Linked DNA regions of Mus musculus: region 2 is linked to region 1. Evidence: chromatin contacts called from public promoter capture Hi-C data. All regions are on one chromosome and are shown on one strand. The core of a region is the stretch at or near the end of the contact, and the rest is flanking DNA. Distances in the headings are between cores, read along the strand shown. Region 1 holds the start of Mad1l1 (MAD1 mitotic arrest deficient 1-like 1). Region 2 holds the start of Gna12 (guanine nucleotide binding protein, alpha 12).

Evidence for each region. Capture Hi-C pulls out chosen DNA fragments and counts their contacts.
Region 2: a promoter capture Hi-C map of adipose tissue shows a contact between it and region 1. The contact joins the promoter of Gna12 here to the promoter of Mad1l1 in region 1. A contact is called at or near these places in 2 of 39 promoter capture datasets (liver and pre-B cells) and 2 of 9 other capture datasets (adipose tissue and liver).

Annotation. Positions count from the first base shown.
Region 1 is chr5:140,320,208-140,323,019 of GRCm38.p6, forward strand. Mad1l1 (MAD1 mitotic arrest deficient 1-like 1) reads right to left here and starts at 1,345. Exons shown (of 18, transcript NM_010752.3): 1 at 1,300-1,345. It also overlaps a transcript of Nudt1 not described here.
Region 2 is chr5:140,828,974-140,831,785 of GRCm38.p6, forward strand. It overlaps Gna12 (guanine nucleotide binding protein, alpha 12), which reads right to left and starts at 1,458. Exons shown (of 4, transcript NM_010302.2): 1 at 1,021-1,458. The coding sequence starts at 1,323.

The sequences.
Region 1 (2,812 bases), core at 95-2,594:
GTAACTTTGCAGAAATTTCTTCTGAATTTCCCACTTACAAGAACCGTGGTGTGCACCCCAATTACACATATGACAAAGCGAAGCTAGTGGCCAGGTGGACAACAGGCACAGTGGGAGAAGTGGGCCTTTGCTCACCAAGACACACTTTCTGTCCTCCCTCTTCGGACCAACACAAGAACTCTGCCATTAACACACAAGAATGAAGGGCTGCGGTTTCAGAAGCCACGACACCACACAGGTAACTAAAGCGCCACCTCAAGTTGTACCCTCTCCACAAGAACCCTGAACTTCCAGACAGCAGACTTTCCAGGACACCAGCTGCTCTGGATGGCTCCTGAGTTAACAGGGACACACACACCTTCTTTCTGGTTTCAGCCAAGGGACAGCCTGAGAACCTAGCACTTGGTGACACAGGTCTGTCATCCCAGGTACTCAGAAGGCTGAGACAAATTCAAGGGCTGGTGGCAAGTTCAAGATCAGCCCGGAAAACTTGGGAAGCCCCATCACAGAATAAAAATTAAGAAGAAAAAGTAAGGATTGGGCTGAGGAGGCAGCAGAGTAGGTGACTGCTTAGCGTACTGCTCTGCGAGAATGGGGACTGAAAACAACTCAATCTGTAAAGGCACTTTAGGGCAAGACAAGACAAGCAAGGTTCCATCTTTAGGACCCATATGGAAGAAGAAGAGAATTAAGTTATCCTCCAACCTCGACAGGAAGCCTGGTATATATATGCAAACACACACAAATCAATTAATTAGCCGATTAATTAATTTTTAAAAGGACTGGGGACATAGCTCAGTGGTAGAATGCATAAGTTCCTTGGTCAATCAACAGTACTGCCAAAAACAAACAGACAGACAGACAGACAGACAGACACACACACACACACACACACACACACAGTGGGCCTGACATGCGACTCAGCGCTCACCGGGGCTTGCCACCAAGACTGGTCAACCTGAGTTCGATCCCTGGGACCTACAAAATAACCGACTCCAACCCCGGGAGCCCTTCAGCCCACAGTGGGCCACGCTGTCCCCTCCGCCCCCGCCCCCGTCCCGGTCCCGGTCCAGGCCCGCCACCCCAGGCTCTGCAGCGGGACACCGGGGTGGGAGACCGTCCAGAGCGGCCCCGGGAGGGAGACACGGGGGACCCGGCAAAGGGAAGGCGCGCGACAGGACCGACTCAGAATGCATGCGTGTCGATGGCAGCAGACAGCTCCCTCCCGTGGCCTCGTTACGGTCGGGCAGGGCGCGAGGCGCCTGGGGCGCTCGCAGATCCCGCCACCGGGTCCCTTACCTCAGTTGAGGAGCCCGGTGCTGCAGCAGCCGCTCAGATCTCCCTCCTCTCCGCCGGTGTCTATATATCGCGAGACTTCCGCCGGGGTCTCGCGAGATCTGAGAAAACGGCCCGTAAAGAATTAAATATGTGCTCCACGGGCGTAGCCTGAGAACAAACCGCAGTCCCGCCAGGGGACCCGGAACCAAACTGGGCCCGGCTGCCTGTCCCGCAGGGCGCTCTTCCACTGCCCCGGGGTGCGCCGTAATGTATGGAATAGCACCGCGCAGGAGGAAAGGTTTGTTTGTTTTTGTTTTTGAGACAATGTTTCTCTGTGTAGCCTCGAACTCACAAAGATCCACCCGTGCCTGCCTCTGCCTCCCTGGAATTAAAGGCTTGCCGCACAACTGCTGGGCACGCTCGGAAAGGGAACAAAGTTTTGGAAAGTTGCGTTGCCTCTGAATCTTGCCACTTTGTATACACAGGTTGTTTTGTTTGGGCACTGTTTTGATTGGTTAGCTTGTTTCACTTTCTTTCTTTTGTGAATGAGAAGTCCTGGGAAGAAGTCCTTCACGTTGCGGGTCCAGAGCCTGATGAAATTTGTCTAGGGGCTATGTCTTTAGCCTCCTTCCTACCCGTTGCTTTCCTGCCTCTGCGTCAGCTCTAACGTGTTGTGACTAATGAATAAAAACCTCTTGGAATAAATTAAAACCCGGTTTCTACCAACCAAAATCCCCCGGACAGCATCAGAAGCATATAGCTGGTATTTCTCTTTGGTGTAACTGCCTACTTAAATCTTCCAACAGGCCGGTTTTTTATGTTTTATTATTTTATTTTGTGTATGGGTGTTTCATGTGCATGCATGATGTCCATAGAGACCAGATGAGGTCAGCAGAGCCTCTGGAACGGGAGTTAGATGTCTGTGAGCCAACATGTGTGTGCTGAGCACTGAACCTGGTGATCTTAACCTGAGCCATTTCTCTGGCCCACCACCAATGGCTTGGTTTGCTTTGGTTGTTTGGTTGTTTTTGTTTTGGGTTTTTTAAATAATTTTATTTATTGATATTAATAAATAATATTAATAAATAATAAACAATTTATTTATTTAATACATTTGAGTACACTATAGCTGTCTTCAGACACTCCAGAAGAGGGAGTCAGACCTCATTACGGATGGTTGTGAGCCACCATGTGGTTGCTGGGATTTGAACTCAGGACCTTTGGAAGAGCAGTCAGTACTCTTAACGGCTGAGCCATCTCTCTAGCCCCTTGTTTGGGGTTTTTTTAAGACAGGGTTTCCCTGTGTAGCCCTGGCTGTCCTGGAACTCAAGGCTAGCCTCAAACTTACAGAGACCCACCTGCCTCTGCCCGCCTCCCAAGTGCTAAGAATAAAGGAGTGTACCACCTGGCCCCCACCAATGTATTTTTAAGGTGCCCTGACTCATGACTTTGTTCTGTTACTATAAAAACTTCCTCATTGCTTCCAGACTGGAATGTGGAATATAGGGTAACCTAAGTCTGTATTTATGGGACA
Region 2 (2,812 bases), core at 208-2,707, 510 kb after region 1:
GTTCTATAATGGTCCTGTACATATGCTTTTAAAGCAGGTTTAGTGTCACATACCAAGATGTTTTCTAATACAACTATATATCTTGGATTAACTTGGAGACTGGGGTCGGGGTGAGGCCGGGGGTACAGGTAGGGAGGTGGTTAGGGACGAACACGATTGGCACAGAACTGACCCTTGTTTCAATGCTGGGTAGTGGGTGTCTCGAAGCTCCTTCTAACATCTCACCTAACTTGGTGTGTATGTTAAATCACCATACTAAAAGGTTTAAAGAACAAAGTATGGGTGGCACATGCCTGTAATCCTACCACTGGGGAGACGGGTCAGAAGGATAAGGAGTTTAAGGTCAGCCTTGTCTACATGGCAAGGCCAGCCTGGGCTTCATGACTCCCTATCTCAAAAATACAAACACTGGCAACTTAGTCTAGTTAGTAATGTCCTCCCTAGCACGCATGAAGTTCTGGATTCAATCCCAGCACTACACGAACAAAGTATGGTGACACAGCGCCCTCCTCCTCTGTAATTCCAGGATTTGAGAAGTTGAGGAGAGAAAGGATCAGGAGTTCAAGGTCATTCTTAGCTACAGAGTGAGTTCAAGGCCAGTCTGGGGTATATGATATAATGTGTGTGTGTGTGTGTGGTGGGGGGAATAAAATGGTCAATTCTCATTTACAAATAAAAAACGAAGGCTGATGTCCTCCAACCTACACTATAAACTTTGCATGCTGGAGGGACAGGGAGAGTTGGCGACCCTCAATCCACGTGTCCAGCCCTAACACCCTATTTGTAACCCAAGTCCCTGAGAGTGGTCCAGCTTGCATTCCCACGGTCCCCAAGCGTCCAGGGCTCTGCAAATCTATCGCGCCCCTGGGAGGTCACGGGAGTAACCCCAACTGCATTGCTTGAGGTCCCTATTGGAAGGGAGGGGCGCCGGGTGGCAGGGTCGCGGGTCCGTGGAGAACAAAGGGGGCGGGGCCCGCGCGCCACCTGGACCAGGTGTGTGTGGGCGGGGCCGCGCGTCACCTTAAGGATGTTGTCGAAGATGGTGTCGCGGAACTCCAGCAGCGCCTTCTGGTCGAACTCCCGGCCGTGGATGATGCGCATCTGCTTGAGGAAGGTGGACTTGCCGCTCTCGCCGGCGCCCAGCAGCAGGATCTTGACCAGCCGCCGCACCGCGCGCCGCTCGCGGGCCAGCAGCGCGTCGATGTCGCGGCTGCGCCGTCGGGCCTCGCGCTCCGCGTCGCGCGCCGCGCCCGCCCTGCGCTCGCGGGCTCCGGCCTCGGCCGGCAGCAAGCAGCGGCTAAGGGTCCGCACCACCCCGGACATGGCCGCCCTCAGGCCGCGGCCGCGCCCCGCTGGGGCCCGCGCGCCATGGACGCCCCTCAGCCGGCGCGGCCCTGCCGGGCCAGGCGCCGCCCCGCCCGCCGCTCCCTCAGGCTGCGTCCGCCGCCGCCGCCCCGAGGCCCTCACTCGCCGGGCCGGCTGAGGGGCGGAGGGGAAGGCGCGGAGGGCGGGGCGGCGCCGCGCAGAAACTCTTTTATTGGTTGGGAAGTCTTCTATCTTGGGCAGCGCGCTTTTTTACTGGACAAGCGTGCCTTGGAGGAGGCGGGCACTCCTGTGGTCCTTGGGGCGGAGCCGGTGCCGAAAAAGGCGGGATCTTTTCGATGAGGGAGCTTCTTATTGGACTGCTGAGCAAACTTCTTTCTTTCAGAATGAAAGGGAGGTGGGGCCATTGAGGAGGAGGAGCTGAAGCCCTTCGCAACCAATTAGAAGTGCTCTGATCGTTTGTCAGTCACAATAACTACGCTTGGGATTGGAAGTTGTGGGAAATGGGGCGAGGCCAAAAGTGCCAGGTGTACAGAGTGACTCTCTGCCTTGATTCCCAGGTTGGTCCGGCTGTGAGCCCAAGATGTGGCTGCAAAGTTGGGAAATAGCGATGAGGTCCTCCTGCTCTTAAGTTTAGGGAGAAAGCTCAGTCGTTTTCCTTCCAAAAACATTGAAGCAGGGTGGGTCATCATTTTCAAACAAAAGCTGCTTTGAGTGTTACATGGGCCCCAAATAAGGAGAAAACAAACAAACAAAATTATTGTATGGGTCTCCCTAGGCACTTTCTTAAAATATGATTAAGGGGAGATGGTTCAGTGGGAAAGAACTGTGAAAGTGTGAGGACATGAGTTCAAATTTCCAGTTGTGCCTGTAACCCCACCTCTCAAAACCCAAGATAAGACCAATTCCAGTAACTTGCTGTGCAGCTATCCTAGCCCCAATGATAAGCTTAAGGTTCAGTGAGAGAAGCTGTTTGAAACGTTACAGAGGGGAGGCAGTTGAGCGACTTCTTGGCCTTTGTATGTATGTGCACTGGCGCGCGCACACACACACACACACACACACACACTTGCACACACATGCACGAGCGCGCACACACACATCTGTGTTTGTCATAATCACTCAGGCAGTTTGATGTGGAATAGTGGTCTGAAGTGTGGTGTCTGAAGGGTGTTGGTGCTGCATGGAGAATCATTACAGAAGCAAGAGAATTGAGATGAGTTTGAAGCCAGCCAGGGCTACATAGTAACTCTCTCACCATCTTGGCTAGAGATGATGTTGCAAGAGGAGGTCAAGCTTGTGTGATATAATCCCAGTATTGAGAGAGCCCGAGACAGGAAAATATGGAATTTGAGGCCAGCCTGGACTAAAGCTTGACTCTGTCTCAAAATGTTTTTTTTCAATATGTGTACCTGTTCCATATCCCACTTTCTATTACAAACAGAAGACAACCTTTGGTGTTGGCCCTTGCCTTCCACCTTGTGTGAGG